Linked DNA regions of Mus musculus: all the other regions are linked to region 5. The links are chromatin contacts, called in public HiChIP or PLAC-seq and promoter capture Hi-C maps. All regions are on one chromosome and are shown on one strand. The core of a region is the stretch at or near the end of the contact, and the rest is flanking DNA. Distances in the headings are between cores, read along the strand shown.

Region 1 (3,432 bases), core at 314-2,813, 980 kb before region 5:
AGCCTGTCAGGTACTCCCTGCAAGAAGGAAGAAGGGGAGAAGCCAGGGGAGTCAGGAGGAGCCAGGAGGAAAGCAGGGCTCTACAGAGCTCCATAAGTTGCCTGACTCTCTCCTACCCACCAACCCATTTTACCCTCTCACAGCCAACCCTTAATTTATAGATGGGGACTCTGAGGAAGAGACTAGGATACTCATCCAAGGTCACAGACAATGCAGTCACAAGTCATTCAATGACAAAGGTACCTTCGAGAAATGAGTTGTGAGTCCTTGCTGGACCATCAGAGTGTACTTACATAATAATCCTGGGTGGTATAACCTACCACACACCTATGCTGGAAGCTATAGTCTCAGTACGCGCTCCATCACTAACCAAACGTCACCTAGCTCACCTGGCCTTCCTGCCCCTTGCTAAGTACACAAAAGGCCAGGTGGTCAATACACAGAGCTGGTGGTCACTGTTCCCACACTGGCAAACTTTATTTCATAGGAGTCACTTCTAGTAAGGCTTTCTAATAATGCCTTCACCCAGACCCCAAAACTCTTTCACTGAACCAACCAACAACCAGTCCTCAAGGCCACCTGACTCCTGAACCCACCTGGGTCCTGTGTGGCGGGTCCTAGGAGTGCCCCCACCTTCCTGACTCGTGCTTCCTTCTTCCTGTCTAATCTCTGCTGTTCCTGAGTTTGCTGTATTGGAAGTTAATTACGCTTAGTACCTTATTCGAGCTAGGCAAATGGTCTAATAAATTAATTCGTTTATATTGTCTTGGAGACAGGGACAAATTGTCCAAATGCCCATACCGTTCTTGAACTTTCCCGCACAGGGTTTTACTTTGCAATCCTCCTGCCTCAGCATCCGGGATGGCTAGGATTATAGGTCTGCACTACCAGGCTTTGCAATTACGGTTTCCGTTGGTACACTACACCAGGGGTTTTAACTGTATTTTGCTACTGTTATGGATCGTAATGTAAATATTATCTCTTTTCCGATGGGTTTAAGGGGGTCGCGACCCACAGGTTGAGAGCCATCAGACCACAAGGTGCTATTTACGGTGACACTAAAAAGCAGTTCAGCCTCTGGTCTCAGGCTTGGCTGGCACGCAGTCTGGTGCGTGAATCAATGAACTAAACCTCTCTCATCCCATCGGCTCGTCCTTCGTCAACAACGACTGGGAGCCAGCTATGGGCTGTGACAATAGACGGCGCGGCACTCCGGTGGTCCAAGGCGCAGCGCTGAGAGCCGTAAACAGCGAGGGAGGAGCGGGCGACTCCATCCCCCGAGGTGGGGAAAGAGGAAGGCGAGCTCCAGCTACATCCAGGGGCGGGGCCGGAAGAACCCTCCGCGTGGGCGTGCGCGCCCTGTGCCTGGCGCGCTTCCCCCGGCAGCCCGACGGGAGTCTCTTTCCACCCTGCCACTCACCGCCGCTTCTCTTCATCAAAGTTGAGAACGAGCCGGGGCCGCCGGTCGTCTCCATCTCTTTTCTTCTTCTTCTTGTTGCGGCCCATTGCAGTGAAGCTTCCGGCAGCGTGGCCGCTTCTGACTTTAAAACACTTCCGGGTGTAGCAGTTTCAGATTTCCGGTAGGGCGCTCTTCGTGGCCTTGTTCCACAGTTCCGCAGATTTGGCTCCACCTTTTAAAGGAGCCTCCCGTCCTGCCTCAGCTTTGGTTCAGGTCTTCTGAACAATCCTCCCAGAATGGCTTCGGTGAGAACTAGGCTCCCCGATTCCATCATCTGACCTGCCTCGAACAAGCGCTCAATCTGGAGTTATTTATAAACCGCTAAGAATTACTGAACTTAATTGAATTCAGATGTCAACTCTTTCATGATTTCCTTGAGCGAGGGAAACTGCCTAGATGCAAACACTGGTATTCCTTTACAAAGTATGTGACTCAAAAGCAATTGCCCCCCTTTAAAAAAAAAAGATTAAATCATAAATTATGGGCTAGGGGAGGTGGCATACATCTTTATCCCAGTACCTGAGAGGCAGAGGCAGGTGGATCAAAGTCAGCCTAAGCTACACAGTGAGTTCCAGGACAACCAGAGCAGAGCTAGACAATAAAGAGACCCTGTCTATAAATAAATAAGTAAGATTAAAAAAATACTGTGCCTAAGTGAGTTTAGGTCTACTGTATGAGGACCTACAAGGCCAGAAGACGGTATGAAATCCCCTGCAACTAGAGTTACAGATGGGGGCTGGTGAGATGGCTCAGCAGGTAAGAGCACCCGACTGCTTCCGAAGGTCCTGAGTTCAAATCCCAGCAACCACATGGTGGCTTACAACCATCCCTAATGAGATCTGACTCCCTCTTCTGGTGTGTCTGAAGACAGCTACAGTGACTTACATATAATAAATAAATAAATCTTAGAGTTACAGATGGTGTGTGAGTCATGTGGGTACTGAGAATCAAACCTTGGTCCTCTATAAGACAAGTAGGCACTGTTAACCATTGGAGTCATCTCTCCAGCCCCCAAATTGCCTTTTTCTTTGTGTCTCACTTTCCTATTTATAAAATAGAGATCATTGTAGTGACTTTGTAAGGCTGTAAAGAGGTGGCCCTGGAACTCTGGCATGCACTTAAAGGCTTGCTGAAATCCAAATTGAGGGTTCAGGGTTCAACACACTTGGCAGGGCCCCAGAATGTCCATTTCTAGAACATTCTCTGGTGACCCTGAATATTGCTCCTGCGTGCAGCAAACTGAGAGCCGTGACTGTGGTGGGACAAGTGTGTCGGGTCAGAAGTGCATAACACAATATTCTCCCAGACTCAGTTGGTGCAGAGGGAAATCTCTGAGTTCGAGGCCAGCCTGGTCTACAGAGTAAGTTCCACGACAGCCAGGGCTACACAGAGAAATCCTGTCTCAAAAAACCAAAGCCAAACGGGGTGGGGGGAGAGCAGGGATTGTGCCAGTGATCAAATGTGAGCTAGATTGTCTGAGCTTTGGTGTTTGGTCTCCCTTCCCAGCTTCCTGGCCACTCCCTCAGAAGCTAATATGTCTGCTCAGAGAGGTGGGAAGCAGGCTGTGATAATGAGCCTCACTTCCACGTAGGTGTGGCACTCCATGAATGTCTGATTCCTCCCACACGGGTCCCCCACTCGGAGATTCTATGCTGGATGCTGAGAAGAAGTTATCTTTAAAGTGTGGGTCGGGGCTGGAGAGATGGCTCAGTGGTTAAGAGCACTGACTACTCTTCTGGAGATCCTGAGTTCAAATCCAAGCAACCACATGGTGGCTCACAACCATCTGTAATGAGATTAGTGCCCTTTTCTGGTATGTCTGAAGATAGCAACAGTGTACTCACATATAATAAATGAACACATTAAAAAAAAAAGTGTGGGTCCCCAAACTGGGCATGGTGACACAGCCTGTTATCCTAGCAAGTAGAGACAGGAGGGTCAGGAGTTTGAAATCATCCTGATACGCAGAAAAT
Region 2 (3,076 bases), core at 430-2,929, 920 kb before region 5:
CATGGCCTCTGTATCAGCTCCTGCTTCCTGACCTGCTTGAGTTCCAGTCCTGACATCCTTTGGTGATTAACAGCAATGTGGAAAATGTAAGCTGAATAAATCCTTTCCTCCCCAACTTGCTTCTTGGTCATGATGTTTGTGCAGGAATAGAAACCCTGACTAAGACAGATGGGGAAAATATCTATGGTCCTCTTTTACCTCTGACCTCCTGAGACCCGTGCAGTACTGTATCTCATGCAGTCCATGGTCACTGTCTCCTTCTAACCACCAATCAACCCCACTGCCAGGCTGACTCTCCTCCGCCCCCCCCCCCCCCCCCAGATCGGTGAGCTCTGGGAATCAACCTTCCAGTTCAACTTCCTTCGAGGCTGGCTTCAAAGATGCTGACCATGTCGGCCCACACCACCCTGCACAGATCCTTGCTATATCTCAGACCAGGAGGTTGAGCTTGAGGATAGACCGGAAGGCTTCTCTGGGTCACATCCCTGAAAGGCCTTGGGACAGACCTGTCACTAAATGGACCAGAAGAGCCAACCTGCAGCTCCCAGGGGCAGAGTTCAGGAATGGGGTTGGCAAGGCCAAGGATCTTCAACAAGCAGTGTGGGACAGGGAGAACAGAGGATGGGGCTTGGAAGCCAGAGTTGGAGGAAGCTGTTTCGAAGGAGACAGGAAACAAGGACAGAGGCCTGGGGAGGAGGCTCAGCAGGGGCTAGGAAAGCAATCTGGGACGCAAAGCAAGGCTGGGCTTGGGTATAACGACAGAGAACTTGATTTCCTTATGGAGTCTTAGACGGGACCCTTTCAAGCACTGGGAGTTTCTCCAGGCGCGGACAGAGCTGGATCAGATGGGCCAGGGGTCCCCCCTTTCCTGGGCTGGGGGACCGAGCAGATCTAAGAAGAGCTGCGGGCACAGGGTTTGAAAGACTCAGGCCCTGAGGAAGTGGGGGGATCCCTCTAGGGGAAGACTCGAGGGTCTGCGCTTTGGTGCAACAGGCAGGGCCTTCGGGGGTCCGGGATAACTCTGCGCCACCGGGTCACCGGGGTGGGTGGGCGGCGCCCGCTCCCGGCCAGGCTGCGCGCAGCTGCCAGGGTCCGAGCGGAGCGACAGACTGGGGCGCCGCCCCTCCGGGTCGGGGGGCGGGGCGTGAGGAGGGGGCGCGCGGACCCCGCCCCGCCGGGAGAGAGAGAGGGGCCAGCCTCGCGCCCCCGGTTCCGGTTCCGGTCCGGCTCGCGCCCCTCCCGGACACTCACTGATTCGTGCCTCCAGAGTCTCCGGCTCCATCGCGGGCTCCATCCGCCACGGGCCCCCGGCCTCGGCGCCGCCCCCCGCCCCCCGGCCGCTCTCGCGGGAACTCCTCGGCTCCGCCCTCGGCCGGTTAAAGGGGCCGCGTCCACCCCGCGGAGTAGGAACGCGGCACCGGGACGCCGGGCACCATCGAGACGCGGGTGGAGCCGCCTAGAGCGTCGCCTCGTCGGCGCCCCTCCCCCTGGCGGCTGGCGGAGTCGCCGGTGGGGCTGGTCGGCGGCCTCGCAGCTCCGGGCGCTCGGGCGGGAGAGGAAGAGGAGAGCCTGGGGGTGGCGGGCGGCACCATAGAAACCCCGCGGGACCGCTCTAACTCAGTTAGCGTCACGCAGAGACCCGTGACCGCTTCCGGGACAACGCTCCGGAGCCATGTTTCTGAAGGGGTTCTGAAGTCACTTCCGGAGCCCTCAGGGGTACTTCCGCTTACGTGGGAAGATGTCAAAGTCCCTTAAAAGGGCAACTGGGCACTGTGGCCGCCGCCAACGCGATGAGGTTAAGCTAACGTTTGTTTAGCTCTTAAAGCCCTAGGCATTGTTCTGAGCAGTTTTTTCCCCTTTGAGACAAGGGCTCACTGTCTTGCTCTGGCAGTCCTGAAGCTCGCTCTGTAGAATAGGCTGGCGTGGAATTCCTGAGATCCGCCTTTTTCCGCCTCCCAAGTGCAGACATTAAAGAAGTGTGCCACCACGCCCAGCAAAGGGCTAAGTCTTTTTTTTTTCTTAACCTATGAATCTACATTCAAACCCGGGAGCCAGGTTATGAGTTTGCCTGAGGTCATTAGGGGTCAGTGCTTGCACCGAGTACTTAATTCTGCATTCAGTTTAGAAACTCCTTGCATTTGGGTTATTCGGTGCCCAGCCCTGGAGAGAAAGACAAGGCCAGATATATATCCTACAAGGTGATGATAACGCCCGCACTTATCAGACAGAGGCAGGAGGTTATCAGTTCAAGGCCAGTGTGGAATATCGTATCTCAAAGCACGTAACACTCTCAAGGTGATGGGGAAGCCAGAGAGGTGGTGGCAAAATGAGAGGTTATCTTTCCCCAAACTGGAATGGTGACGACGTCAGGCTCTTTTTTTGAGGTGGTTTAGGAGGAGGCAAAATGTGAGGTACTTTCACCCGCTTTTTCCACCCTCTGCGGTCGCCTTGGCTAATTCTCAGGAATGCCAGTTCGCTCTCTGTAGCCTCTGGCGGCCGTCGGGGGAACTGGCTACTGTGCCCTCTCCAGCGAGCCTGTGCCAGGAAGAGTTAAAGAGCATCTGAGACCAAGGAACCGGCGAATCCAGTTCCGCATGCCTGTGGCCTTGGAGGGATCAGTATTCACCTTGCAGAACCAGTTACCTCATTTCAGTCGGGTTTTCTTCTGAACCCAACTCTCAGTGAGACGTTTAATTCTCTCCTGCAACCTATAAGATACGGGAGAGGGTAACAAGATGGGCTCCGCCTGCTTTGTTTTCTTTATTTTTAAAATTGTTAATGAAATAAAACCCAACTGCAGGCCGGGCAGTGGTGGCGCACGCCACCTAGCACTTGAGAGGAAGAGGCAGGTGAATCTCCGAGTTCAAAGTCAGCCTGGTCTACGGAGCGAGTTCCAGGACCCAGGGCTACACAGAACAAAACCCAAAACAAAAACCCAAACTGCATTTGCCAAATTGATTTAAAGTCAGATCACTACTCACAGGCACTTTTGGTGGAGCGACAGAGGCAGGGTCTCCTGTAAGCCTAGGCAGGCCTTGAACGCACTATAGACTTGATCTCTGATCCTTCTTTCTCC
Region 3 (3,206 bases), core at 431-2,930, 820 kb before region 5:
TATGCTTGCTTCCATGCCTGGCCTGGGGGCCCTGTCCCCTTTGTCCCCATCCCCATCCCCAGCGGATCCCACCTTTCAAGTCCCTGCCAGTTTGTTCAGTTTGTGGGGAGGGTCATATTTCCTTGGCTCCTCCCAGAGACGCCCGCCATCTGTGCTGGAGTCACCTTACCTGCCCCAGTGCCAGGTGGGGGGCCCTCAGCCCGGCCTTCCTCATCAACAGAGTGTCCTCTGCTCAGGTCACTTGAAGCCAGGAGGCCAGGAGTGGCTTAAGGAGCCTGGCAAATTGTGGGTGTGTGGCTGTCCCCAAGAGACAGCCCCCAGAGTGAGCATGGTTACCTCCGGGGGAGCAGTCTAGAGAGACAGACTGGAAGAGGTGTCCTTGGGCTTTGAGGTTAGAATTTCACTTACAAAAATGTTCACTGTGTGTGTGTGTGTGTGTGTGTGTGTGTGTGTGCGCGCGCGCATGCAATAGCAAGAGTGCACTGTGTATATAAGGTTCAGGAGCCGTTCTCCCTTTTTGTCATGTGGGTCCTGGGAATCAAACTCAGGCAGTCAGCGTGTCAGCAAGCTGCCTTTTCTGCTGAGCCCTCTCACCTCTCACCTGCCCCGAGATCCCTTTAAGGAATTTGCTATGGTGATGCACACCTGTCAGATGTGCATGCACACAACTTGCTGTGGCAACACACACAAGGCCAGGGAACAACTTGCTGGAGGGGGCATGTCCCTGGGAATTGAACTCAGGTCCATCCACAGGCTTGGTGGCAAGCACCTTCACCTGCTGAGCCATCTTGGAGTCCCTCACCATCATTTCGTAAATGATAGAGGTATCTTGTCGACAGCCATACAGCCAGGTTGTGGCCCTAGCTGGGATCTGAACCCAGCCCCAAGCCTAGGCTTTTCCTTGGTGGCACTGTTCTGAGGAGGTGAGCTGTGAAGGGGACAGGCTGAGGCTGACACCTCATTGTCCTAGTGCTCCAGGAGCCTTTAGCAGGCTTAGATCCATTCACAGCCACCAAGCACTTTCCTGTGCTTAATTAACATAATTAACAAGTATTGATCAAGTGCCCAGTATGTACCAGGTACCGTACTGGGTTCTGGATAGTCAACAAAAGAGAATACCCCCTGCCTCAGTAGTATCATAAGTAAGACAATAAATATGTAAAATACACCATACAGCAAGAAGTTAGAAGGGTCTAGGCTTGGGGGCTGGGAAGGAGGGCTGTTTAAAATGGGCAGGAAAAGCCTCATGGCAGAAATAATGTCTGTGTAAAGATTCAAAGAAAGCAAGAATCTAGGCAGCATGCTATGGTGGGCATGGCCCTGTGATAGATGTAGGCCTGATGCATGGTGGATGATGGGAAGGGCCAGCAGGAGGGAGAATGAGCCAGGACCTGAGGCTGGCTGGACAGGATCCTGGCTATTCTAGGAGCCAGAGAAAGGACTGTGAGGCATAGGAAGGCTGGAGTGGCTTCTTCCCACCTCGTGGAGGGTTTGGTGTGGCTGCAGCAGCTGGCAGGGCCCTGTGCCTCTTCCAGTGGGTGGCTCCCAGCAGCTGCCTCTGGGGCTTCCCAGGCCTAGCCCCGCCCCTCGGGCTGAGGCAGGGGCGGGGCCAGGAGCTAAGTGGCCCGGAGGGAGGGCTGAGGAGCAGGTGGCGGGCTGGTGGCCTCTGCCGGCTGGCAGGACGGTGGTGGCTCAGTCTCTGGGTCCAGAGACCCAGCTTCCTCCTTTCCCGTTGGTGTGTGCCCCCGATGCCTGCCAGACTTTTGCCTGTACCAGGGCCCCCTCCTGACCAGCCTCCCACCCCAGACTGATTGGGGAGTCGGGGGCTGAACTGTCTGGGGGCCTGCTACCAATGCACTGCCGACTTTTTCGGGGCATGGCGGGAGCCCTCTTTACCCTCCTGTGCGTGGGGCTCCTGTCTCTACGATACCACTCAAGTTTGTCCCAGAGGATGATACAGGGCGCGCTCAGGCTGAACCAACGGAACCCAGGACCCCTGGAGCTGCAGCTAGGCGACATCTTCATCGCAGTCAAGACTACCTGGGCCTTCCATCGCTCCCGCCTGGACCTGCTACTAGACACGTGGGTCTCCAGGATCAGGCAACAGGTGACAGGCGGGGGCTGCCTTGAAGTCTGAGAGAGCACTCCTGGCTGGGGGGCTCCCAGGGGTCTTCCTGGTGGTCTGGGGAAAAGCTGACCACCAGGGAGTGGTTCCTTCTGGGGTCTCTCCACTTCTTCCGTGCCCACCCCCATCCCCACTGCCACACTCCAGGGCCTCCTTAGACTCACAGGTCTATCTCTGTTGGGTTCCATGTGGCACCTCTGTCCTAGGCTCCTCTTGGGTCCCCCTCATCTCCTAGATTCTTGACCCTAACTTGCCTGAAGATTCTGGTGGGTGTTAAGGTGAAAACCCACCAGGACCGAGTAGCTGCGCACCTCAGCTCTGGGCATGGATGGGGCTGTGTGAGGCAGGGGTGTGATGTGGATGCTGGAGAGACATGGAGGTGGGGCCTGCTTGAGGGAGGCTTCCTCTCAGTTCCTGCCCTGCTGTGCTGCCCAGGGTGTGAGGGCCCTGTCTAGCTTCTCCGTTTCCTGTGCTGTGGTTGGGATGGGAGGCAGTGGGTGAGGTCGTGTGGGCTGGAGGTCAAGGTGAGGGGAGATCTGCCAAGGCATATGGAATGTGTGTGTGTGTGTGTGTGTGTATACCTGTGCTCATACACAGGGCTAGGCATGCTAAATACAGTAATAAGAAGGCATGAGAGTAATGAGTGTGTTTCCTGAAAGCAGAGTCTCTCTCCCCATACTCAAGACCCCATCAAGCAAAGCCAGGGATGGGTGTGGGTATGGGGGGCATTGGGGACCACGTCAGGGGAGGTAGCAGAACTCATGCACTTGTGCACACACACACTATGTCCCCATGGTGGCTGCTGGCTCTGTGAGCGGAAGTGACTGAGCCTTTGGTGGGGAGGCCAAGGAGAGGAGGTAGTTTAGTGAGGGAGAGGTGGGGGTACCTGAAAAGGATGCCCTCCCCCTCCCCGTTTCCTGGCATAATGTCCGGTACAGGCATGAGTTCTTCCCTGGTAGAGCTCCCTGTAGCCCCCAACCCCTCCCCCCCAGCCTCCCCCCTTCTTGTCTGGAGGAGACCGTGGTTCCTCCACGGAAGCCAGCAGGGCTGGCCCTCCGCACAGACCTTCCTGTTTATGAAG
Region 4 (3,170 bases), core at 135-2,634, 960 kb before region 5:
CATCACTATCTGGTAAGTCTCTGATCCCTCCATCTCTTGGGGCTCATGCCAGAGGTCAGCGCTTCTGTTTAGGTACAGGCCTGAACAGCCTGGACTGCTCTTGGATGGGTGGATGGATGGATGGGGGGTCCCCAAAGGCCAAGTCAGGTTCCCCTGCTCTATGCTGTGTGTTCCCTGGCAGCTCACCTCCCTTAAGTACCAATTTCTTTAACTGTGAAATGGGCCAAAACTCTTATTTTTGAACTAATCTGGAAAGGAAATGAAGGCACCATTAAGGAGCTTCAGGAAGCTATTAATAAACTAGAGGGCTGGGTTCAAAAGCCTGGGGATAACCGACATGGTAAAGAACCCCACTGGAAACCAGGTTCCGAGGTTATGTAACTCACAGGGTTAACCAAACAGGGCCAGAACTGGAACTGAGGTCAAGCTCCACTACCTTCCAGTCTCCCCACTGGCCTAAGGTCAAGCTCCACTACCCCCTAGTTTCCCCACTACCCTGATTCTGGATGCGCGGATCCAGCTCTCCACCGGCATCATCCTTCCAGACCGCTTCGACAAACCCTCCTGCAAAGTGGGTGGGGCCAATGACAAAAGCCCAAGAGGCCGGTTCCAAATCTGTATCCCACCTGCAATTCCCTGAGCTACAGTGAGCCTAAGGTGGCTCGTGTGTCAAACTGGTCCTCGGCCACTATCCGACAGGCGGCAGCTGCAGGAATTCCGAAAAGCGCGTCAGGTCCCAGCACACATCCCCGCGCCCAGTCCCGTGCTCACCGGGGGTCCGGCTTCCGTCGCTGAGCGGGTGCCAAGGGTCGCGATCGGTGGCCACGAGCAGGCAGTCGGGGTCGCGCAGGTGCGCGCACGCCTCGGTCAACCTGGAGAAGGAAAACTGCTCGTCGTAGCCTACGAGCACGGCGCGCACGCGCGGGTCCTCGCCGGGGTCCCCCGCCAGGCGCAGCCCCGCGGCGCGCAGCTCAGCGCGCAGCCCCTCGCCTCCCAGCACGAACACTGCGCCCGATGCGTCGGGCGGCCCGGACAGCCGCTGGCGCAGGAGGCGCGCGGCACACAGCGCGGAGCTGAAGAGCTGCTCGGCGCGCAGCCCCGCGAAGCCCAGGCGGGCGAAGCGCAGCGCCAGCTCGGGCCGCGCGCGCCGGCTGTTGTTGCTCACGAACAGCGTGTTCTTGCCGGCCCGCGCCAGCCGCTGCAGCAGCTCAGGGGCGCCCGGCACGATGCGTTCGCCGTTCCACAGCACTCCGTCGCAGTCGAACAGGACTCCCTGCGCCTGGCCCAGCACGTCGCGCAGGGCCGCGCCGCGCAGCCGCTCGCAGCGCGCCATGCAGCCGGCTGGCCGCTCGCACGCGCGCGCTGCGCTCCCTCCGTGGACAAGGGGCAGCTTCACCAATTGGCGCGCAGAACGGGGAGGAGGCGGGGCTACGAACACAGGCTTCAGCCAATAGCGACTAGAATTTAGTCGAAGGTGCTGGCCGATCCCGAAGGAGCTCGGAGAAAGGGGCGGGACCGCGGGCGCCACTAGAAGGAGGCGACCAATGAAGAGACAGCCTGGTCTGCAGCGAATCGCCGTGCGCTTCCCAGCCAATTAAAAACGTAGGCCAGATGGTTGCTAGGAGAAAAACAGAGGCTGAGAGAGATGTTGTCTTCGGGCCACATCTTGTTGCCCTCGGAACCATTGAGGCTCATTAGAAACATGTGGATGTGATGGAGCCAGGGCTCCATCACCCGTGACTTCGCAAGCTGGCCTGGGCTCTTAGACCTGGTCAGTGATCCTTCTGGTCATCTGACTGTGCTGTGGAGTCTCCTGGGGAACTTGTTTTTTTTTTTTGTTGTTGTTGTTGTATAATTTCCGTTTAGTAAGATGTATACTTTATAGTTCGATGGCTTTAGATAAATGATTTTTAAAACACAGGTACAGGTCAGTGGAATGGTTCAGCAGATGATGGCAGTTTGCTGTCAAGGCTGAGGACCCGAGTTCCTTCTTCAGAAACCTCACGGTGGAGAGAACATACTCCTTCCAGTTGTTTTCTGACCTCCACACACACATCCACACAGATGAATGTTAAAACGTTCTAGCCGGGCGATGCGAACACATACATTTAATCCCAGCACTCAGAATCAGAGGTAGGAAGAGCTCTGATTTCCAAGCCAGCCTAGTCTACAGAGCAAGTACTAGGACCAAGGGTATTCAGAGAACCCTGTCTCAAAAAACAAAAAAACAAAACAAAAAAAAAACCCAATAAATAAATAAATAGATAATCAAACACATGGCTGTAAGACAGGAACCCAGAGATCTGATTTCATGTTTTATGTGTGTGGGGGCACTAGGCACTATTTTGATGGCCAGGCCCAATTGGTAACCCATTTTATTGATGGGGTGATCCCAACTGCCTAGGTCTCCATTTTGTAGACGGAAACCTTTTAATCTGTCAAGCCTTTGAATAACCAGTAATTCAAAGTATGGGGACCAGGGATGAACAGGGATCTGTACTGTCACAATATTTTGGTTCTAAGCAGAACTGTAGCTGTCTAACCCAGAGCAACTGAAGGGAAGAGACCGAAGAAAAACCGTGCCTTTGAGGCCCAACTATTTTCTGTTCTTTGTGCCTTTTGTAATGGGTTTCTTAGCCTAGAAGACCATAGACAGCATGCCCCTGCCTCCACTCGGTTACTAAATTGGGCTTCCAGATGCACTGACCCACTTCTGCCAGCCCACTCCCAAAAGACCCTCAGGTGTAGAGCTGAAAGGAGCGTTAGCCTGGGACTACACAGAGCAACTCAGGGAAGGCCATGGATAGCTCAATCCCTGCTCTCGAGAAAACTGTGTGTTTATGTGTGTGTGCGCACACACACGGGCGTGTTGGTCTTCAGAACACAGACTGGGTGGAACTGCTAGACTGTCTCAGAAGAGAAACCCATGATCCTGAGAGGCTGTGCAAACGGGGCCCTGGGTGGGAGGAAGACCTAGGCGAACGCTAATCTCAAACACTTCATCTCAGGCCCAGGCATCGCTGGCCAGTCCCTTCTCATGGCTTCGGAAACTTCACCTGCAGGTGGCACTCTTATCTGGGTGAGAAACTAGCATGTGGGAACCATACTCAAGACAAGCAGCTCCGAGAAACCGCCAAGCACAGGGCTCTTCAAATCAGGAAGGCAACAGA
Region 5 (3,441 bases), core at 712-3,211:
GGCCCACGCCTTTAATCCCAGCACTTGGGAGGCAGAGGCAGGTGGATTTCTGAGTTCGAGGCCACTGGTCTACAGAGTGAGTTCCAGGACAGCCAAGGCTACACAGAAACCCTGTCTCAAAAAACCAAAACCAAAAAAAAAAAAAAAAAAAAGTAGCAATGAAAATAAGTTCATGGTTGGGGGTCACACAATATGAAGTGTCCCAGCCTGAGGAAGGATGAACTGTGCTGTCTGTCCCTAGCGACCTAGGTGTGCCTTTGAAACTCTCTCCAAGGACAGGGTGTGGTTGGGAGGTGGCCCTTGAGGAAGACATCTTCAGAGTGTCTGTTGGGTAGCTTACAAGGGCTGGAGAACATCTCAAGCCAGTCTGCACAAAGCAACGTGTCACGTAAGAACATGTGTTTAAAGGCTGTGGACTGAGTGCTCTGCTGAACACTTCAGTAATTGGCCTGCCTGCCTGGGCATTCTCACCTGCCCCTTCAGAACTGGGGTGTGAGTGGGAGCAGAGCTATGGAGAAAAGGAAACAGGATGGGGATTGCCTTACTAAAGAGGCAGGTTTCAGCAACATAATTGAACTAACTTAAAGAGGCCAGCAAAGGATGCTGAGCAGAAACCTTGGCGTTTCTGAGAATCTCAGACTTGGAGCAGCCCTGACTGAGATTTTAATGTAGAGTGCAAACAACATAAAATAGTGTGACAAATGTCTTGGGCTTCAGGAGTGGCCCAGAATCCAGATCCCTTGGTCCAATCCACCTACAAGAAGCTCCTGTAGCCCTGCGCTGTGGGCTGTAGATCAATGGCTGGGAATCCTGCACCTTAGCCAGGCGTGGGGCTCCTGATCATTCCATTTCCATCACCAAAGGCAGACCAACTTTCTAGTTCCTTTTGGTGCCTGCCCATCCTCTCCACAGTATCTATGAAATGCTCGGCTTTATTTTCGGTGAGATACCTTGTCTACCCAGGATAGCTCCAAACTAAACCTGTGGGCTGAGGTCTCCACAATGACAATAAACTAAAGTTTATGTCTGCCCCCAGGGCGGATTTCTTTAGTGCAGGCTCTAAAGAAAACACCAGCATTCCGGGTGTGCTTTCTTTCACCAGGAAAATCATAAACGTAAATTTCTAAGGGCAAATGAGGGAAGCTGCAAGTGGGCGGGGTTCCGATTAGGCTTCCAGGAGCAAGGCTCCTTTTTAATGGGAAGCAGCTACAGTCACGCAAAGCTGGTAAAGTCCTTCCCAGATGTTTTTCCTAAGAACCCTCAGCTTCTGCATCGCCTTGTGAAGGTCGCTATCCTTTCCTCCAAAAGGCACACAGTATTCTAATTAGCCAGGTGAGTAACTTGGTCTAGGGAGCTAGCCTGAATATTCAAATCCTCCTTCCTACACAGAATTGCAGTTTGAGCCTCTGGGTTGGGGAGTTTGAAGCAGGATTTCACACAGTCCTCTTGTCTCAGTCTCACGATTGCTGGACATACAAGAGTGAGCCACTATGCTGTCTCAAAACCCACTTAGCTTTATCTTTGTTTTATGCAAACCTTGTCACTTTGTATTGACGAGTCAGTTACAAAGTGCTGGGAATCGCTTCCCTTGGCCACCCTTCGTACAACTGAACGATCAAGACTCTAAGACAATAATTGGTTCATCTGTCTTGGCCTCTCCTCAGTCCCACAAAATTGACTGGCCAATTAGGTTCAGTCTTCTACAGTAATAAAGGGATATAAATGGCAAGGTTTTCTCCAAAAATCTCTCATCTTCTGGCACAAGGATTAGTACAAATCAAAAGGAAGGGCCAGGCGTCCCATCATGGACCTGCTGTTCCCCAAGGCACCTCTACCCTCAGAAACAGCGCTCACAGCACGTGTGCGCCACTCGCGCCCCGGCCGCCCCACCAGTCCCGGCGTGCTGCGCGTGGCACACGTGACCCGCCCCCTGCTATTGGCCCGGAGTGGGGAGGGGCGTGGCCGCTGTGGCGCGAGTCAGCCGTAGCTTCCCTCCACTGCAGCCTGTCGTGGGAGCATCGCTGGGCTACCGGTGGCGGCAGCGTGCGGGTCGGAAGCTCAGCCTGGGGACCGCGCACGCGCCAGAAGCAGTGCGGGATAGCGGAGACCGCGGCAGGTGTGCTGGGGCATCCTCACGTGATCCGGGGGGCTGGGGCGGGGCCTTAGAAGCCACACCTCCTTCAGGGTCCCGTACCCCCACCCCCAGGGTGAAAGGTGGGTAGACCAACCAGAACCTCTGAAGGGTCCACCTGGGAAGACCTCCTCCCAAAATGCAGGGCACATCCAAAATGAGTGGAAATTGGGGAAACTGCCTCTCCTTTGGGGTGGAAATTACCATGACAATAAGGGAGTCTGACACCCTAGGAAAGTGGACTATGGAGATGAGCTGGGGATTCAGAATTCCTGTGGGCCCTTGATCCTACCTGAAAGAGATGGAGACGGGATAGATGAGCCCCTAGGTCCCGGGGTTCAGTACTAGCCCCGCTCCAGATCCCTGGGAGGCTCAAGCGCCTGGTTTCTCGTTCCTCGGGAAAGCCGGCTGTCACCAGCTGCCAGCCACGAGGTGCGAGGCCTCTCCTCTACTGTGCTGCAGGATGGGTCCCTCGGGGCTGCTGGTGGCCCTAGCCTTGCACCTGGCAGTGTGTTCCCGTCCGCACCGGGACTACTGCGTCCTGGGCGCCGGTCCTGCGGGCCTGCAGATGGCCGCCTTCCTGCATCGAGCCGGCAGGGACTACGAGGTATTCGAACGCGAGTCCGCACCTGGCAGCTTCTTCACTCGCTACCCGCGCCACCGCAAGCTCATCAGCATCAACAAGCGGCACACGGGCAAGGCCAACGCCGAGTTCAACCTCCGCCACGACTGGAACTCGCTGCTCAGCGACGACCCACACCTGCTCTTCAGACACTACTCGCAGGCTTACTTCCCCGACGCCAGCGACATGGTGCGCTACCTGGGTGACTTCGCGCGGCGCCTGGGGCTCCATGTGTTATACAACACAAACATCACCCATGTGACCCTGGACAAGGATCCACAAGCCTGGAACGGCCATTACTTCATTCTGACGGACCAGAAGGGCCAGGTTTACCAGTGCAGGTAAGGAGCCTCAGGACACAGCCGAATTGGCCTCGAGATTGGAGAGAATGAGAAAGGGGCTACTTCTTGCTCCCAATGGGGTTCAGTGCCAAGCAAAACTTTTTTAAGGTGCGTCCTTACAAAGCTGTGGCTGAGTATGTTTGGGGAAATCTAGCAATTTATCGTACAGGATTTGCCAGGCTCTATTGCCTTCGCCATGGTCCTGTGGTGTTGAATACTGCCTGTGAGCTTAGCTTATAGCCAGCAACCCATGCAGGCAGGTCCAGCCTTTTGACACTACTACACTACATATTCTTTCTTTCACTACTACTCTTTCTTTCTCTCTCTCTCTCTCTCTCTCCCTCCCT
Region 6 (2,997 bases), core at 450-2,949, 850 kb before region 5:
AGCTTACAAGCTAATTCCTAGTTTCAGTGCCAGATTCCTGGCCCTGGTTTTGCCTCTGATGAGAGAATAATTAACTAAAGACTCATTTTCCAGGGTTTCCTTCCCATTATCCCGGCCAAGAAAAAATATTCACAGGGCTGCGGTAGGGTGGAGCGGCTCTTTGAGGGAGGAGCTGCTCCCTGTGAGAGCCAGAGTCAGGGTATCAGGGTCAGCAGAGGAGAGGCGATCCTTGGGAGGGAGCCTAGTGTGAACCGAGCCTGGGGAGGGGAGAGAGGCCAGGGCGGATCCAGTGTGTGGCAAGTTCTTGCTCTCTCTGGGCCCCTGCTTCCTCCTTTGTAAAGGGATAGGTTTGCATTAGAATTCAGTCCTTTCTACAGAGCTGCTTCTGCAGGTGAACTGGTGATACTCCAAACAAAACCAAGTCAGCAAAAGTCTGTGGTTCTTCAAGGCTGGGAAAGGAACTAGGTTATGTAGGTAAACTAGTTTCTTTACTGCAGGGGCTGTTCAGGGGTTGTGGTCAACCTTGTTTCCTTGGGTGAGTGATGCATCTAATTCGGAAAGTATGGGTGGCTTTGGGGACCTACACATCTTTCCAGATCCTCTGTGTCCTCTTAACCCTGTTCTCGCCACCCCGAGGGCACTTTCCAGTGCCCAGAGAGCTTCTAGCATGTGACTACAGGACCTTATTGTGGGAGTATTAGTCTCCAAGGCAGAAGGGAGTTTTGACGCTGCCTTTTCAAATGTAATTGATTTTAACCACACTCCCTCCCACCCCGCAGGAACGGCCATTTAGAAATGCAAGCATCCTGGTCCCCGTGTGCCATCAACTTGACTCAGGAATGAAAGTGCAGTCAGTCTGGACACTTGCAGGGACTGACTCCCTTCTTTGGAAAGGTGCCCATGACCCCTCCCCTCTGCTGCCCACACAGGCTGTCCTGGGCTTGGTGAAAGATGTGAGCTCTTGGCAGCGTGTTCGGGAACACTGAGACTGTGGAGGGGCAATTGTCCAGGTCACCGGCAGATAAGAGGCCTAGCTGGGAACAGGATGCAAATGAATGCAAAGCTGAGACACACACAGAGAGAGACTCACAGCTGACCGGGGCTTTCAAGTGCCTAGGCACAGGGTGTTTGTGGGAGGGAGAGGCACGTGAGTAGTCTGTCTCCGGTCGAAGTCCTGCTCAACACTTGTAAGGCCATTATCCCAGAACATGGACACGTGTGAAAGTTCTGCTAGCTTCTGAGGCCCTGTCCCACACTTTGCAGATATTTCCTGAAAGACAGATATGTATTATGTGACTTTCAGCAGAGTGAATATACCTACCATGCGAGTTTAAGTGGGAATGATGGGGCTCTGTATATGAGGTCCGAGCCCAGAGCTCGCTAAGTTGGTGTGACCTGTTGACTTCAGGGCGTGTGTGGCTAGTGGAGCGGACACTTGTCGCGTTCAGGGTTCCGGGTGGCCAGCTGCACCGGGAGTCGGGCTTGTAGAGGGTGCAGGCTGGTGTTGTGCTCATGGTGGGGGACAAGGTGAGCAGCAGCGGCGGCAGTGGCCCTGGCGGTGGCGCGCGGGGTGTGGGCGCGCGCGTGGCGGCTCCGCCCCGTCGGGGGCCGGGCAGGTGTGGGAGGGCCGTGCGGACCCCGCCAGGACTGGCCCGGAGAGCCGGCGGGAAACAGGAAGCGGGGGTGGGGGGTGGGGAGGCGCGGCTGGCCCGCAGAGCGGCCGGGAGGACGACCGGAGCGCAGCGGGTCGCGGGCAATGTTGGGTGGCCCGGGAGGCCGCCGGGCTGGGGGCGGAGCCAATGACCCCGAAGGCACCGCCCCGTCGCGCCTCCGGAGCCGTCGGCCGAGCACAGAGCCGGGAGCTCAGGGCAGCTGCAGCGCCCGTGGTGAGTGCGGGGAGGACACGGGCGGGACAGCAGCGTGGGGACGTGAAAGGACGCCGACGGGACGCCCGGGAGGACGCGGGCGTGACCTCTCGGGGACCCGGGAGGGTGCAGGCAGAGCAGCTTGGGATCCCGGGAAGACGGAGCCCGACAGCGCCGGGACCCGCGGGCGACGCCCAGGTGCGGTGACCGCGGCTCCGTGCCCACCGTGCTTGTCGCCCGCAGGCTCGGAGGACGCGGCCATGCAGGGCCGGGCGGACGCGGGCGAGGCTGACGAGGAGGCTGGGGCGGGTTCGGGGTCGGAGGCCGAAGAGGACGCGCTGTGGGAGCGGATCGAGGGCGTCCGGCACCGACTGACGCGCGCCCTGAATCCGGCCAAGCTCACGCCGTATCTGCGCCAGTGCCGCGTCCTGGACGAACAGGACGAGGAGGAGGTGCTCAGCACCTACCGTTTCCCGTGCCGCGCTAACCGTACCGGTGAGCCCGCCGCCAGGGGTTTCCTCTCCCTTCCTAGGCCCGCTCCAGAGCAGACAGCTGGATGTGGTTGCCGGTGCCGATGGCGACCCCTGTGGGATCTTTACTGTGCTCTTTGACCTCTCTGGTTCTCTCTGTCCCATTTGTGTATCCCTTAAAGAATCAGTTTTTCTCAAGAGCTCAAATCCGGGCTCAGTTCTCCGAGGCTCCTCTCCCACTGGGCGTCTTTGTACCAGGACTGTCAGAGGGACTAAAAGTATCAGGGAACTTAAGTCAATGAGAGCATTTTGCCTGGGAAACGCAGGCATCCGATGCCCCCGGGCATGCGTAACGTGTGTGTGTGTGTGTGTGTGTGTGTGTGTGTGTGTGTGTGTGTGTGTGTGTGTGTGTAGGGGTTGCTGGGGACCTGCTCCAGTGCAGGTGCTCTGGGGAGGGTCTGGTGTTCCTAGCCAGGGCAGACTGAGCTTTGCTCCCTGATGTGTTGGGACAGGCCCCGGTGTGTGTCACAGCCCAAAAATCTGGGGAACGTAGGCCCTGGAGCATTGTCGGGGTGGAGAGCAGGGGCACTGGGGGAAGACCTCATCCTGACCCCTGTCACAACCTTTACCCTCAGGGCGCCTCATAGACATTTTACGCTGCC
Region 7 (3,467 bases), core at 854-3,353, 760 kb before region 5:
ATAGCCACAAGAGGTTAGTGACTCCTTAAATCATTTCCGCTGTGGTGGAAAGTTACATTGGACAGTGCTTGTGTAGAGAAGGCCCAATCAAGGAACCAGATGGTGTAGTCAACAATGACACCACCTCAGCCCCGGCCAATGTCATCATCTGTGTGGTGCAACAACGGAGCTCAGAGAGGGAAACTGGCAACAGCTTATCTCTACCCTGCAAGGGCCAGCCTTCAAAGCTGGAATGTGGGAACCATGGAAGCTCAAAACTACCGCTGAGTGAGTCTAGCCAGCTTTGCAGGCCCCAGGAGAAAAGAGAAGGCACCAGTAAGGAAGTGCGACCTTAACCATTTCTTACAGGCGGGAAACTGAGGCTGGGGGTGGGGGTGGGGCAAGGTGTGACTCTCACTCTGGCTGATGACCGGGACACTCATACAGATGAATCAGAGATGTTACTTTGCAATTCTATGCCTGGTGCTTCCCAGAGTCAGTGCTCAATGTCTTGGACCAGGGCTGGATTTAGTAGGCCTCTGCCAGCGCCCACCTCAGCACACGCGAGCCACAGGGAGTTTTCTGCAGTCGCGCATTTGATCCGCTAGAGGGCGCAGGGGCAGCCGTCTCTTCAACAGAAGCGAGCTTGGCGGAGGTGGGATCGGGAGATGGTGGGGTGGGGGATGGTAGGGGCGGGGGTGGGGTGTGTGCTACTGGAGCTGGACCCACCTCGGTGCCTAGCCTCGGTTAGGGAACCCTGAGTTCTTATGGTCCCTCTTCGGGGAAGGGGATTAGGTTAGTAGACAGAGGCAGCATAAGGTTTCATTGGGTCTGCAAAGAAGATCTGAAGGATGGGTAGGAAGAAATGCGCCTGCCACTCAAAAAGGTACAGGTCGGGAGGCTTAGAGGTGAGACACCCCACAGTCTCTCTAAATTGTGACATAACAGGTGGCCTGGGTCTCAGCGCTTATCTACCCTTCTGGTCCTATCCTGGGCTACTTTCCTGTCCTCGGATGACAAGAGCGAGGCGATTTTGTACAGCATTTCTTTCTGCTCTAGTGCTACCCAACTCCACGGGTCCCTCTGTACTAAGTACACCAGGATGCTTTCCGCCTCTGTGACTTTGCACATGTCGTTCCCGCAGTCTGGGATACCCTTCTCCACTTCCTTCAGCTGAGCAACTCCTACCCATCAGCTCCCATTCATCTGTCCAGACTCAGCCCAGGCCTGTTAGGAGTTCCAGCAGCCGGGCTGAGTCGCTGTGCACCACCTGAGGACAGGCTCTGGTGAATGCGGCCCGGAAAAGTGATTGCGAAGCACAAAGTCTGGCGGCGGCAGAGCTCAACTGTCTGGGTTGGCGGGTCACAACGGCTGGAGGAGACTCCTGACATCAGCCCAGACTCCCACCAGCTGCTTGTGTGCCCAGCTTCGGGTGCAGAGCCTCAACTACCGCTGCCTTGCAGGGAGACTCCCTTGCAGGTGGTGGTGGTGGTGGTGATGGTGGTGGTGTCTGTGTTTGAAGCGGAGCTTAAGCTGTGGCCAGGAAGGCCTTAGGAAGTTTCTCTTTGTGGCCACAGAGCCCAATATGCTCCCGGGGATGGGGTAAGGCAGCGAGGGGTAGCCAAATGCCTTGGTTTGGAGGCAGGGAGAATTGGGAGACTCCACGGACTCGGACTCGCTGTATAAACTTTGGGCAAGCACTCTGCTCACCCGCCTCAGCTGTCCCGCCTGCAAAATGGGAACGCAGCAGCTCCACCGCAGTGCTCTCCAGTGGTTACACGCGGAACACCGGGTCAGGGCGCAGGCGGAAAGGGGTGCTCGGGCATGGGAAGGGGGGAAGCGGGGTTGGGGATGAGATTGTCCTCGAGCAGGGCGCTGCACCCGGGGCAACTTTGCCTCCAGCTGTTGAATGAGCTGGAGGAGGCGGTGGTGGGGTGAACTGAGACATAGCCCGGAGAGAGGTGGCCGAGGTGGGGCGGGGCCGGGGGGCGCGCTCGGCGGGTGCCCGGGGCTTGGCGGTCCGCGGTGCAGCCACCTCACAGGGCGCTGCAGCTGCAGTAGCGCCAGAGCCCAGCGCGGCCCCCGCCCCGTGGCGTGTGTCTGGGAGCGCGCTTGTGGCCGTGGAAGCAGACGGCGGAGGGGCGGGAGGGTCTGCAGCGGAGAGAGGCCTGTGAAGGGATCTGGCTACAGAGCCGGACGGACCGACAGACGCAGTGATCGCCAGCCCCTGAGGTCCTCCGCCCAGCACCCGGGCCCTCTGCGGGCAGCAGCCCTACGCGGCGGGAGGCGGGGGTGGCAGTGTCTGCGCGCACACGCACGCTCACAGACACACACGCCCGGGCCACGCCACAGACACACGACACGCACAGAGCCACGGCCGGCCGCCGCGCACACTCGCACCCGCGCTCACGCTCGCTCTCCGGCGCAGGCCCCGCAGCAGCCGCTGCCGGGAGGTGGTGGCATCCCGCTCGGATCCCAGTCAGGACTGGAGGTGAGTGGATTCCTCCGGATCCGAGTGCTGCAGGCGGCTGGCGGGGACCCCGGGAATCCAGGCTGAGCTGAGGGCTCCCTGGCCGCCAGCGGGGGTGGGGCTTGGAAAGGGACCTGGGAGGGGAGGATGAGGCAGGGAGAGCCACTCTTCTTGGTTCTTCTTGGTCTGGGGATCCCCCATAAGACCCCCAAGGGACCACCCTGCGCAAGGTGGTGGGGGAGAGGCTGGGCGGAGGCGTGGTGGGAGGGCAGGGAGGACGAGCGTCGAGGTGAACATTTTCGCGGTGGTGATGCAGAAGCTTGAGCAGGGTTTTGCTAGCCAGTACCACGCCGCACCTCTCTGGCCCCCATTTTGGCGAACCAGAGCTCCGGCCCGCTTTTCACTGAGTCGTGGCGGGTCAAGGAATTCATCTCACTGGTAAGGGGGGCTTCACAGGGTGGCTAGATCTCTAGCCCAGGGGGAAGGGACCGGCTTTCGACTTGCCCCCTATCTCTCAGGGGCACTGTGAATGTAGTAGGGGGACCAGAGTTAGGGTATGCTGGGACCCTTGCAAGGACTTGGATTTTTTTCCCCTCGGCAGGGCTGGTGTGGGACAGAAGCACCAGCATAAACGGACAGACTGCAGCTCTGACTGAGCCCCACCATTGCCTAGTGGTGTGTGTGTGTGTGTGTGTGTGTGTGTGTACTGCTACTGGCTAGGAGGGGGTAGAGGGTGGGTGTGTTGGCTGGTGGGGTGGTATATGCATGTGGAAAGGATGTGTATTGACTCAGGATAGACCCCCATTGCCACACAGACACACACACAATCTGTGGCTCAGCAGGGCTTCCTTGGAATATTTGGAGGGGAGAGAGCTTGTATGTGTCTGTGTGTCTGTATGTGCCTGTGTGCGTCTCTCTCTCTCTCTCTCTCTCTCTCTCTCTCTCTCCCTCTCTCTCTCTCTCTCTCTCTCTCTGAATCTGCGTACTTGGGGAGATTGTGTGGAGGAGGATAGAGGCT

What was found. Promoter capture Hi-C pulls out the DNA fragments that hold promoters and counts their contacts. HiChIP or PLAC-seq counts read pairs in DNA pulled down with a chosen protein or histone mark.
Region 1: a promoter capture Hi-C map of liver shows a contact between it and region 5, with 4 times the contacts expected there. The contact joins the promoter of Nol12 here to the promoter of Foxred2 in region 5. A contact is called at or near these places in 1 of 39 promoter capture datasets (liver) and 1 of 115 datasets of contacts at active chromatin or transcription factors (pancreatic cancer cells).
Region 2: a promoter capture Hi-C map of liver shows a contact between it and region 5, with 6 times the contacts expected there. The contact joins the promoter of Gga1 here to the promoter of Foxred2 in region 5. A contact is called at or near these places in 2 of 39 promoter capture datasets (hippocampal neurons and liver), 2 of 115 datasets of contacts at active chromatin or transcription factors (forebrain and pancreatic cancer cells) and 1 of 9 other capture datasets (adipose tissue).
Region 3: a promoter capture Hi-C map of embryonic stem cells shows a contact between it and region 5, with 4 times the contacts expected there. The contact joins the promoter of Mfng here to the promoter of Foxred2 in region 5. A contact is called at or near these places in 5 of 39 promoter capture datasets (3T3-L1-derived adipocytes, embryonic stem cells, hippocampal neurons and 2 more), 1 of 484 Hi-C or Micro-C datasets (embryonic stem cells) and 2 of 115 datasets of contacts at active chromatin or transcription factors (large pre-B cells and pancreatic cancer cells).
Region 4: a promoter capture Hi-C map of liver shows a contact between it and region 5, with 4 times the contacts expected there. The contact joins the promoter of Pdxp here to the promoter of Foxred2 in region 5. A contact is called at or near these places in 2 of 39 promoter capture datasets (hippocampal neurons and liver), 2 of 115 datasets of contacts at active chromatin or transcription factors (microglia and pancreatic cancer cells) and 1 of 9 other capture datasets (pancreatic islet).
Region 6: an HNF4G HiChIP or PLAC-seq map of pancreatic cancer cells shows a contact between it and region 5. The contact joins the promoter of Card10 here to the promoter of Foxred2 in region 5. A contact is called at or near these places in 1 of 39 promoter capture datasets (liver), 1 of 115 datasets of contacts at active chromatin or transcription factors (pancreatic cancer cells) and 1 of 9 other capture datasets (embryonic stem cells).
Region 7: a contact with region 5 is called in a FOXA1 HiChIP or PLAC-seq map of pancreatic cancer cells. The contact joins the promoter of Elfn2 here to the promoter of Foxred2 in region 5. A contact is called at or near these places in 2 of 39 promoter capture datasets (liver and pre-B cells) and 2 of 115 datasets of contacts at active chromatin or transcription factors (forebrain and pancreatic cancer cells).

The regions. Positions count from the first base shown.
Region 1 is chr15:78,933,064-78,936,495 of GRCm38.p6, reverse strand. It overlaps Nol12 (nucleolar protein 12), which reads right to left and starts at 1,563. Exons shown (of 6, transcript NM_133800.3): 1 at 1,421-1,563; 2 at 1-17. The coding sequence starts at 1,506.
Region 2 is chr15:78,875,793-78,878,868 of GRCm38.p6, reverse strand. Gga1 (golgi associated, gamma adaptin ear containing, ARF binding protein 1) reads right to left here and starts at 1,679. Exons shown (of 17, transcript NM_145929.2): 1 at 1,252-1,679. The coding sequence starts at 1,294.
Region 3 is chr15:78,771,919-78,775,124 of GRCm38.p6, reverse strand. Mfng (MFNG O-fucosylpeptide 3-beta-N-acetylglucosaminyltransferase) reads left to right here and starts at 1,680. Exons shown (of 8, transcript NM_008595.2): 1 at 1,680-2,107. The coding sequence starts at 1,853. It also overlaps a transcript of Card10 not described here.
Region 4 is chr15:78,912,133-78,915,302 of GRCm38.p6, reverse strand. It overlaps Pdxp (pyridoxal (pyridoxine, vitamin B6) phosphatase), which reads right to left and starts at 1,384. Exons shown (of 2, transcript NM_020271.3): 1 at 772-1,384. The coding sequence starts at 1,333. It overlaps Gm30368 (a long non-coding RNA gene), which reads left to right. Exons shown (of 6, transcript XR_003951546.1): 5 at 1-12; 6 at 3,009-3,099.
Region 5 is chr15:77,955,242-77,958,682 of GRCm38.p6, reverse strand. It overlaps Foxred2 (FAD-dependent oxidoreductase domain containing 2), which reads left to right and starts at 1,961. Exons shown (of 9, transcript NM_001017983.2): 1 at 1,961-2,116; 2 at 2,594-3,094. The coding sequence starts at 2,595.
Region 6 is chr15:78,801,744-78,804,740 of GRCm38.p6, reverse strand. Card10 (caspase recruitment domain family, member 10) reads left to right here and starts at 1,699. Exons shown (of 21, transcript NM_130859.2): 1 at 1,699-1,886; 2 at 2,109-2,360; 3 at 2,971-2,997. The coding sequence starts at 1,757.
Region 7 is chr15:78,717,407-78,720,873 of GRCm38.p6, reverse strand. Elfn2 (leucine rich repeat and fibronectin type III, extracellular 2) reads left to right here and starts at 2,103. Exons shown (of 2, transcript NM_001358692.1): 1 at 2,103-2,470.